Linked DNA regions of Drosophila melanogaster: regions 1 and 3 are each linked to region 2. The links are chromatin contacts, called in public Hi-C maps. All regions are on one chromosome and are shown on one strand. The core of a region is the stretch at or near the end of the contact, and the rest is flanking DNA. Distances in the headings are between cores, read along the strand shown.

What was found. Hi-C and Micro-C count contacts between places; a contact is called where the count stands out from the background.
Region 1: a contact with region 2 is called in a Hi-C map of the Kc167 cell line, with 2.2 times the contacts expected there. A contact is called at or near these places in 11 of 107 Hi-C or Micro-C datasets (the Clone 8 cell line, the D17-c3 cell line, the Kc167 cell line and 5 more) and 2 of 7 datasets of targeted methods (both in the Kc167 cell line).
Region 3: a Hi-C map of the Kc167 cell line shows a contact between it and region 2, with 4 times the contacts expected there. A contact is called at or near these places in 17 of 107 Hi-C or Micro-C datasets (the Kc167 cell line, the PNm cell line, the S2 cell line and 6 more) and 1 of 7 datasets of targeted methods (the Kc167 cell line).

The regions. Positions count from the first base shown.
Region 1 is chr3L:13,386,406-13,389,757 of dm6, forward strand. CG10171 reads right to left here and starts at 1,502. Exons shown (of 3, transcript NM_168542.3): 1 at 1,261-1,502; 2 at 196-1,205; 3 at 1-133. The coding sequence starts at 1,369. The coding sequence ends at 310. Poc1 (Proteome of centrioles 1) reads right to left here. Exons shown (of 2, transcript NM_140383.2): 1 at 2,589-3,352; 2 at 1,894-2,521. The coding sequence ends at 2,225.
Region 2 is chr3L:13,226,974-13,230,158 of dm6, forward strand. It overlaps caps (capricious), which reads left to right and starts at 1,719. Exons shown (of 4, transcript NM_168540.3): 1 at 1,719-2,167.
Region 3 is chr3L:13,045,116-13,048,802 of dm6, forward strand. It overlaps CG11279, which reads left to right and starts at 1,862. Exons shown (of 2, transcript NM_001300127.1): 1 at 1,862-2,056; 2 at 2,120-3,687. The coding sequence starts at 1,966. The coding sequence ends at 2,337. It overlaps Syx13 (Syntaxin 13), which reads left to right. Exons shown (of 3, transcript NM_079330.3): 2 at 1-480; 3 at 1,102-1,779. The coding sequence ends at 1,280.

The DNA.
Region 1 (3,352 bases), core at 252-2,751, 160 kb after region 2:
AGGAACATGGTTAGCTACCTTAGAGTAAATATAATCTAACTGCCTTGGCTATTCGGTGCCCAATCGTTGTTTTCATCGAGTCTCATAGGTTGGTTAGTTCGCTAGGCGATATGTAAGCTTCATAAAAATATATCTATGGAGGGTATTTCACCGGCGTTATGAAATTATAAATGGTTAACAATTGTACATATATACCTGTCTAAAAGGCTTTATGAGGATGGGTTTATGTTTAACACGGAATTCAATCTTGTGAGGCAGCCTTTGACATTTTTAGCTATTGAATGCAGCTAATCCTAATCCAAAACAGCATTAGCGCACGGGCCAGAATCTCTGGGCCAGGAGAGGAATGGTGACGCCGGTGACGATGCTGGAAATCAGGTTGACACTATGGTTGTCCAGGATGCGCAGTCCGCTTACGTGGCGCACTCCCTTTCCAGGTGTATCCACAATCTTGCCTTCCTCATTGATGCCCGAGAACTGCAGCAGACCACCTAGGACAGAGTCCAAAAGGGACCCAAAAAGTCCAGCGATGCCACCGAAGGCGATGATTGGCCATTGTGGTGGGCTAATCAGAAGCATTTTGGCCTCAACCGTGTAACGAACGGTGACGAAATAGCCAAAGCCGACGAGCAGACCGCCGAGCAGACTCACCGCGACGCCGAGCAACGAAACCCCACCATTGGTACCGCGCGGCACTCTGCGCCAGGTGATGATAGAAACTGGATCGCGTTGCGACAGCACGGATCCTAGTTCACTGGACCAGGTGTCGCCATTGCAACAGGCAAACGCACTCATAACGGCCACACCCAGCCAGCTGGATCGGTATTCTCGTGCGAAGTCCACCGCCCGCTCGCCACTACCGCAGTCCAGCAGATAAAGCAATGCAAGCTGGGCGGCCATGCCTCCGTTGCAGAGTACCTGTATCCAGTTTCGTTGGCCTTCGCCCTCGCGAAAATCGCTCTCGAAACGGCGTTTCATGTGCGCGCGGAACTTGGTGGCCCGCGATGAGCTGAAGAAGAACACCACCAAGCTGGCGAAGAACGGATGGCTGGCGATGGAGAGAATGAAGGCCACCAGAATGCCCAGCGCAGCTCCAGATCGGTTGACGCTCCTCCGGCGCAGAGCCACAGTCATCAGGGCCAAGGGCGCCAGTGTGGAGAAGAGCCAGCGCACCGGCGGAATCACCCGGGACTCTGTCGGATAACCTTTTGGCATTAGTTGACCCCAGGTAACGTTCGCACTGGAATCCATATAGCTCACCCTCAAAGTCACTGCTCCAGAACTTGGACAGCGCCACATTGCCCAGCCACATGAACAGCGAGATCGGCACGGACAGTCCGCAGAAGAGCACTGGCATCCAGTCACGCATCTTGACGTTTTATGGGCGCTGTTTATCGCCACTTTCTCCGGCGGGTTTTGTTTATTTATATGAGCCAGTGATGCCGTTGACTAGTGTTTGAAAATACCAAATGTTAATGTGTCAAATGTATGGCAACCTGGCTTTTAGTTCAACGAAGACTCAACCCATTCCGTTTTTAAATGAAGATTCAATTTTAAATAAATTATTTTGAAAAATAATTTTGTTTCTATGTAAAAATTGTTTATTACTTTTATTCTTATATATATTATAAATTCGAGTGTGCTCTCAGTATTTAAAATCTTGTTTAGGCATTTAAATGAATTCAAAATATCCAAATAAAGTTAATTTGAACACGATTGTTATTAAATAAACATATTTAGAGAGTAAGATCTTTACCATTTTCTTTTTAGGGGTATGAGCCATCGGAACCCCTTTGAATATTTTATAAAAATAAATATATTTAAACGAAAAAGGGTATTTACAGCAATCATTTTAATTTTAAATTGCAAAATAAAATTCATAGTGATGGATCTAAAATTGTTCAATTGCTTTTTATAAAATGCGTCATACAGTGGAGCAGATATATTTAATAATTTCACAATTTAATTATCAAGGATCGCTATTAATTATGATTGGTACATTAATTTTAACTACGTTTAATTGTATTTTAGGGAGCTTAGAAGGCTATAAAGAGTATATGCCCTCCAATCGTCGCACACGCTCATCGATCGAGTCCAATAGTTTGCTGATCTCGTCCAGCCGCGCGGAACAGGAGCACAAGTCCGACCCAGATTCGATGGACACATCCAGTACCTGCGGAATGTTCGGCTGGTTATGTGCGGCAAAGGCTACTGAACGTGTTGGTTAAAAGAAGCGCGGACTGGAGCTATGCTGTTTGAAGTCCATGCCGTGACCGAGCACCTTCTCCGGCTGCGTCGAATGTTTACTGTCGAGCACCTGAAAGTTTTCTTCCGAGAGCTGATAGGCCAGCGATTGGCGCGGATCAATGCGGATACTAAGGTCATTGGACTTGGATGTCGAACTGCCTTCGCTCTGTTTGGAGGAAACGCCACTGCTTTCGCAACTGGAGGAAGCCAGCGCAGACTTGGCTTCAAACTGCGAAGCATCATAGGTGTGTAGGTTCGACTGCCAGACCAGGAGCTGCAAGCGAAACAGAAATCAAGGAGTAAAATTATCTTCATACCTTTATTAAGAAACAGAAACTCACCTGGCGATCACTGCCACCGGTAGCAAATTTGTCGCCATCGCGACTGAATGCCACCGCATTCACCGCATCAGTGTGGCCCGTCAAAGTGTAGATGGGTCTTCCCTCCAGCAGGTCTAGGATGCGGATGGTGCGGTCGTCACTTCCGGAGAGCAGGAAGTGTCCGCTGGGATGAAAGGCCACATCGTTGACCGGCGCCGAGTGCACCACGTAAAGCTGCAACAGCTGGCTGCCGGAAACGTCAAAGATTTTGATGCGGTTACAGCCGAGGGCGACGGCCAACATATTGCCCCACGGATGCCAGGCCAGTTGCCGTGGAGCGGCTCGTTCCTCGGTGAAGGTGCGCACGCACTCGCCGCTGTCCACATCGTAGATCCTCACCGACTTGTCATCGCTGGCGGTGGCCACCAGTTTGCCATTGGGACTGAACTTGGCGCTGCGCACCCAGTTGTTTTGCTGTGCAAACGAAGACACAAACTGCCGCCTGGCAACGCGCCATATCTTCGCCGACTTGTCATCGGAGGCGGTGAGCATCAAGTGACCGGTGGAGTCGAAGTCTACGCTGCGCACCGCCTTGCTGTGGGCCACAAACTCCCCGGAAACGCCACGCAACTTGGGCTCCCAGATCTTTACGGTGCGATCGTGTCCGGCGGAGGCCACCAGGTTGCCCTTTGGCGACCAGGCCACACCGTTCACCGGCGCCGAGTGCGACGCAAAGCGAATGCAGCGGGCCGCCTGGTTGAGATTCCACAGGATCACCGTTGAGT
Region 2 (3,185 bases), core at 469-2,968:
CGAGGATGCAGGGGGGCAGCAGCAATCACACTGAAACAAAAATTGCACTTGCGACCATGTGAGAGTGCACTCTGTGCTACTACTTATACTAACAAAAGAATTGATTTTATTTGGACTACAGAATTTTTCTTTCATTATAATAAATTTTGAATTTTAAATTTTTAGACGTGGCCAATACTAATTTGCAGAATATATCGGATATTTTTCTCAGTGTACGTAAAAGGGTGGTTTGCCGACTGCAGTTGTTCACACATGTGTTCACAAAAAGAGTGCAAAGATTGTGGGTGGTGGGGGGCGTACAATGAAACTGCGAGCGATAACTCAACTCCACCGAAGGTTCCCAACTTTCTTTCCCCCTCGATTTTCTTTTTTTTTGAAAATTTGCAAGGCGTTGGCATGGGGTGGGATGAAATTTGCAATTGCTGGGGTGTGGCAGTTCGGCATTAACGGCATATGCATCGTATGTAGGTTTTTACGTTTGTGTGCGTAGACGGCGACGTGTTGCAACTTCCGGTGACGTCGACGTAGTCGCAAAAAGTGATTACGCGGCATTTGTGGTAGCAGCAAACCGGCGACGGTTTTTGCAAACATTTCCAAGAATGCAACCGCATTTGCCGACACCCCCCTCCCCCCTTTCACCGTACAAACACCACCCACTTTTTCGTTGGTAAACAAAAAGCATCTGAAATGCAATTCGCACTTCGGCAGCACATTGGCGCCATCTAGCCGCGCTTAGGCGAACTATGAAAGAGAGCCAGATAACGCGTGTGGTTTTCCGAGAGAGAAAATTGGTGGAAACCCAATCGAGTTGGGAATTTTATCTAAGAGCGAGAGAGTGGTGCCGGTTCTCCGTTCAATTTTCCTCTCTGTTTATCTTTGACTGCTCCATTTGCATTCATTTTAGGCGTTATTGGTGTCTCTGCTGCAACCGCTCCCAAAAAATCAGATTTACATGTCGTTGTTGTTGGTTCTTTTTTATTTATTTATTTTACTTAGCATCGCATCTGATAAGAAAGTTACATATGTGTGCTGGGCGAGCAATGAACTTATTGGAGCCTCTATGGGCAGGGCTAATTGGGACCGGTCAATGTGAGCGGTGAAGGCTAATTAGCTGTGGGCGGCGGAAGTACGACATCTTATTGGATAGAAAATGGGGGGAGATAGGACTAATGGAAAATCAAAGATTTTCTTTTGTTTACGGCTTGATAAGAAATTGTATTAGGCTCTGCAATGAATTTATAGCCAAAACTTTCGTGGGTACTTGATAAAGGGTATGAAAATTTCTTTTATTTCTTTATTGAAAACCTGTATATATCGAACAAAATATGATTGAATGTTAATTCAATCTGGATAACAATACTTATACAATATAACTTTAGATCCTTTCAAAACTCAGTCCTTTGAGATGATATTTTAGTTAGCGTGGTTTCAAACCATCCAGTCTCACTTTATCTGACTCAATGAGAATCCAACTTGAGTCTTGCCGGCTCAGATAAGCCCCGTTATCTGAGCGAGAGAGCATCCCATATGATTTTTGCACAAAAAGCCGAAGTATGCGTTCGTGCTGTTGCACACAATCACACTCTCTTCGTATGTGTATGTGTTTGCCTCGTGGTCTTGCTCTCCCGCTCTCGTGTTCTGTTAGCTCACTTCGGCACTTAACAGCGGCTGAGAATCGAGGTTTTGAAGTTCGTGGCGTACACAGATACAATACAGCGTTAGTTCGAAAAAAATCGTGAACGTGTTTGGACACATTGTGGAGCGCACCGTTATTTCCTTATAGCAGACAGCTCAGCAGATTCGCGCGTGCAAATTCTCACCCTTCTCTTCAACCTCCTCTCCCACCCACCACCACCATCGGTCGGTCGCTGTTGTAGCTGTTGTTGTTGTGCGGGCAACTTGCTTTTTGTGGGCGGGGCACGCGGGTCATCGCAAATAGCAAAATCGTCAATCGTCAATCGTCATCGGCGAAACGTGTGTGCAGAATTAATGAAATGCCCGCGCCGCTTCTTCATCAATGAAAACAAAAAGCGAGGAGACTATCCGCCAAATAGTATCTCAAAGATTTGTAGCTGTGCTTTCGGTTAACGTTGTGTTTGGGCTAACATTTTTGTTTTGACAACAGTGCGTGCTAACAAACTAGCCACGAATTGCCAAAATTATCGCGGTAAGTCCTTCGTTTGGTGCCTAATTATTATTCTGTGCTGTGATGTTACTAAGTTTAGTACTGATATTAATTAGTTTAGTTAATACCTTATATTTACTTTTTTGTTTTTGGTGCGCAGCATTTTAAATATATTTTAATATAGTTAGAAGAAAATACTGATATTCAGTATGAAAAAGAAGAAAAATGGTTTTTAGTGATGGAGAGAATATTGCTATACAACTAGACTGAAATAGGGCTAATTTAGTAATATTTTGATTGATAACCATTGAATTTTAATCAATAATCTAAGCAAATTTACGTTACCTCACATATGAATAACTTTAGAGCATACGCTACATAGCTAAAAAATAGCTAGTTTAAGGCGTAAATTGGTTGTTTTACTATAATTTGTTTAAAATAGTGTGTAAACAGGATAAAATGCATAACTAAAGATTGACCTTATCAGATATTACCGTTACACTTAATGAAGAAGCTCTTTAAGGCCAGAAAAACGCCTTGACAGCAGCATGACATTCTCTTTTCTTTTATTGCTGCTGTTGTTTCAATGTTCGATCGATAAGTTTTATGAGTTTTCGTTGTGAAATTTTGAAATCATTAATTATGTCTCGGGCCGCAGACTCGCTCGGAGTTTCCGTCCAGGGCCAGCCGTCTCAATTTTGGGGTTTCTGTCTGGGGAACAGGTTTCGTTAGAGCGAAAAACTTAAAGAACTTTTCGAGGTTTGTGCGATTCCGGGAACTTGTTAGGTGCTGCCTGGACTCGTGTTTGCTTGCCCCTCTTTATGGAGATGTGGATCTTTATGAATGAACGAGGTGGGGCTCAGTTTGGAGGCTCGGGCAGCTGGCCGACTGGGCGGCTGAGCGGTCCGAATGTCTCGTGTTGTGGGCCTTTCTCGTTGACACTTTTGAGGAATGTCAACTTGGCCCCACTGGCCTGGCCAACTGGGAATGGGTTAGACGTGAGCTGGCGTAAGTCTAAGATGCTGGGATGTACTAAAGTTCGAGGAATTCGAAAGGTGTA
Region 3 (3,687 bases), core at 612-3,111, 180 kb before region 2:
AGCAGTTGGAGAAGCAGCTGAAACTGATTGGCACATCCAAGGAGCAGCCAAATCTGCGGGAGAAGGTGCACACCATCAACACCAAGTGCAATGCCCGGGTGCAGACCACCAGTCAGGACTTGCAGAGGCTACAGGCCGTTGTGCGGCACGGAGATCGCCAGCAGAAGCTGCAGCTGGAGAAGCTCACCCGGGAGTTCCATGGCGTGGTGGAGAAGTACTCCAATCTGCAGCGACGCATCTCATCGGCCATGCGGCAGACCCTGCAGCAGGCGCAGCAATTTGCCGATCAGGTGGTGGAGACCAACGCCCGTGCTGAGCTGCTGCAGCAACAGCGCTTGGAGCAGGCCCATCTCCAGCAGGAGCACGACATGCTCGACGATCGGCGGCGGCAGGTCGAGCAAATAGAGTCGGACATCATCGATGTCAACCAGATCATGACCCAGCTGAGTGGACTGGTGCACGATCAGGGGCAGCAGATGGGTGAGTAATCTCCATCCAAGTGGGGCTCAACGACCGCAAATCGAGAAACCACAAGCCGTAATTAGGGCTCTCACTTTACGACCCAAATGCACGCAGTTCCACATATTTAATAGCGTCCAAATGGAGAAATCCATTGGTAAAACAAAATATTCAGAGCTTATCAGTTGCTTAAAGGTTGCATAGCAAATCTCTCAAATGAGTTGATAAGTAAACATGTGCAAGAAATTATGAATCATTGACTTTGCTTCAATAACAATGCACATTTCGAAATTGATTGGAATTATCAACAACGACTTAGACGTTTTAATTTTCCATATCTTTTATGAAAACCCGTGTCATTTGGCAAGTAATGTGTGCATACGCTTATCATATCGTTTAATTTAACTTCCTGTTTATTTGAACAGTAATCAATTATTTCGGGTCTTACAAAAATAAGAAGAAACTGATAAGAGCAAGCAAATATTATAAAATATTTACTGACTGCTATTACAGGTTTAAATATCCAAAATTTTTCACTCCTTATTAGTAATAGTTTTGAAAATTTCTAGGTGCTTGCTTGATGGAAGGTTTTTGTACTTGTTTTTGATTACACTTTCTAAGCAAATCTCAATTTCTTTCCAGATTTCATCGAGAACAGTATTGAGCAGACGGCCGCCAACGTTGAGGATGGCACCTCGGAACTGGCCAAGGCGGCCAGGAGTCGCCAGAGCTACCGGCGCAAGATCTTGATACTCCTGGTGATCGCTGTGATAATAGGTTTAATCGTAACTGGCGTTATCGTTGCCAAACTGAACAGTTAATTGTTTTATTTTTACGCCCATATTCAACAAACACACGCAAACATACACAACCCACACACACACACACGCATAGATTTTTGTAAAACGATTTTTATAAGAAACAAAATATTCGATCGTTGAGAACTCTGTTTAATCACCAAGTGAGCAAAGACAACAAGAATGTAGAGGAAAAGCTAAAGCAAAAAATAAAAACAAATACCATATTTATAATTATACATATATATCTACATATATATACATAAGTAAATAAGGATACTGAATCCCACTTAACTTGCATATAAACAATATTCAGCGCTTTTAAATGTTAATTATTTCTTGTTAAAAACGATTATCGCGAGCAATCTGAGTTTTGCATTGAAATTTGTAAAATTTTTGTGTTTAGTTTCGAGAAAGCGGAAGGCGGATTGCTGAAGCCGTCTGCGGCTTTAGTATTCCCTTTTGATATATGTTACAAGTTATATATAAGTGAGCCAGCAATCGAAAATAAAATAAACCGAACAAACCAATTTGAGTGATTTGAAAAGCGCGCCAAGTGGCTCAAAGAGGATGCAATAGGTTGGCAGTCCGCTTAAATTGATAGGACGTAATCGATAGACTTATCGGTGTGGGGCAAAACCAAAACAACGTGCTGCACAGCAAAACATTTATATTTCGTTTTCTTGATAAAAATTTGTCATTTGTAAAGATGCCACAGGGAAAATTCAAGAAGGCCAAGCTACCAGCAGCGATACAGAAAAAGAAGAACCAAAAGCAAGCTGCTTTCACCCGTCGATCAAGTGATTACCCACATGCTTAACAATCTTCTCCAAATTCTATGTTTTTGTTTTATTAATTTACAGATGCGCCAATTCAGGCGAAAAAGGCCAAGTTCAATGAGACGCAGAAGATCAAGTCCGTTATTTCGAAGTCGGTCAACAAGAGCGTGGAGAGCGAACTGCGCTCCCGCGCCCACGAGGGCTACATCCAGTTGAGCAAGGCCCAGGAGGCGGTGGCCAAGCACCACGCCTCCCAGGCGAAGGCGGCTGCGGCGGCCAGTACCGCCAAGTCCGCGGAATAGCTTACTCTAGGCATAAGTACTCTGTTGATAACCAAATGACCTGCATATTGTATAGTAAAACATTTCTAAAACTATTTCCTTTGTTATAGCATCGATTGGAACCCAAAGGAAACGAATTCTCCTCTTAAGATTGCCAAAAGGATTAACAAATCCGCCTAATATCAGAGCATATGAGCTTTAAAGCGTTGTTAGTATCTGCAATCTCTCAACAGTCTACTAAATTAAGAAAGTTACTTAAATTTTGTAGTTCTCGCTGAGTTTTAGGATTGCATTTCTATTGATGGTCAGGTGAACCTAATATTTGATACTAAATTCATTCATTAGAAGCTATACTAAATGAACAAATTCATTTTCAATGTTAGTATGAACTATTTTATGTTATAAAAAGTTAAATGTTGCCAAATGCAGAGTACATTGTCTTACAATCTTGAATATTTTATTCAGTATGTTTCACAATGAATGCAAATTACTAAGAACGATAACATTTTCTTTTAAATGCCGTGCAAATTATACGAATTTTTGAAGTTTTCATTAAGTTTTCTTGTCGTGAGCTTTGACTTTTTCCCAACGCTGTCTCAAGGACTTGTTGACCAAGTAGTACAATGCTTACTTTGACGTTTGGCCAATTTATGAGCGGACCTTTGGTGGCCGCTGCTGGAAGAACTTTTGCATTCAGCTTCCTACTTATCACAATCAGTTTGTTTAATTATAAAAATAGTTGGCCAACAAAGTTGGTTCCGCTGACATTTATTGGACGATTCGCTGTGGCTCCGTTCGCCCAGAATTCGGGGGAATTCCAAAATTCCGTAATTCCGCTCCTTTAACGACAGCTATTCATGACAAACTTTTTAGTCATTGGCAGGCAGCTTTGACGAAGTGAAAAGGAAAAAGTGCCACTAACAATTTCTATTTAATTTTCGCAACGTTTCGTTTCGTTTGCTATGCAAATTCTGTCCGCTTTTGATGCGCTTTTAATTAGCCAGCATCCCGCACTCACATGCAGCCGGAAAAATTCACAGCCGATTGCGTGTTTTTGTTTTGTTTCCCCTTGTTGCAGCCCACCCCCTTTTATCACTCACCCCCTTTTATCAAGCACTTTGATTCCGCGCCATTTCAATCGCATGCAAATTAGCCACTCCCAACCGGCCCACCGCCCACTAAACTGAGGAACAGGTGACAGGATCCCCAGGTGCTCGTTAGTCGTTTTTTTTTTGGGCGTTTTGCGTTTTTAGTTTAGCACCAGATTGAAAGTGCTCCCAGCATGCAAATGCATTTCTGCACTCAACCAGCAATTTGGCGGTATGCCCCTTTTCGGATATGCTGTTTTAGCGCCGGAAAGAATCCGTTGAT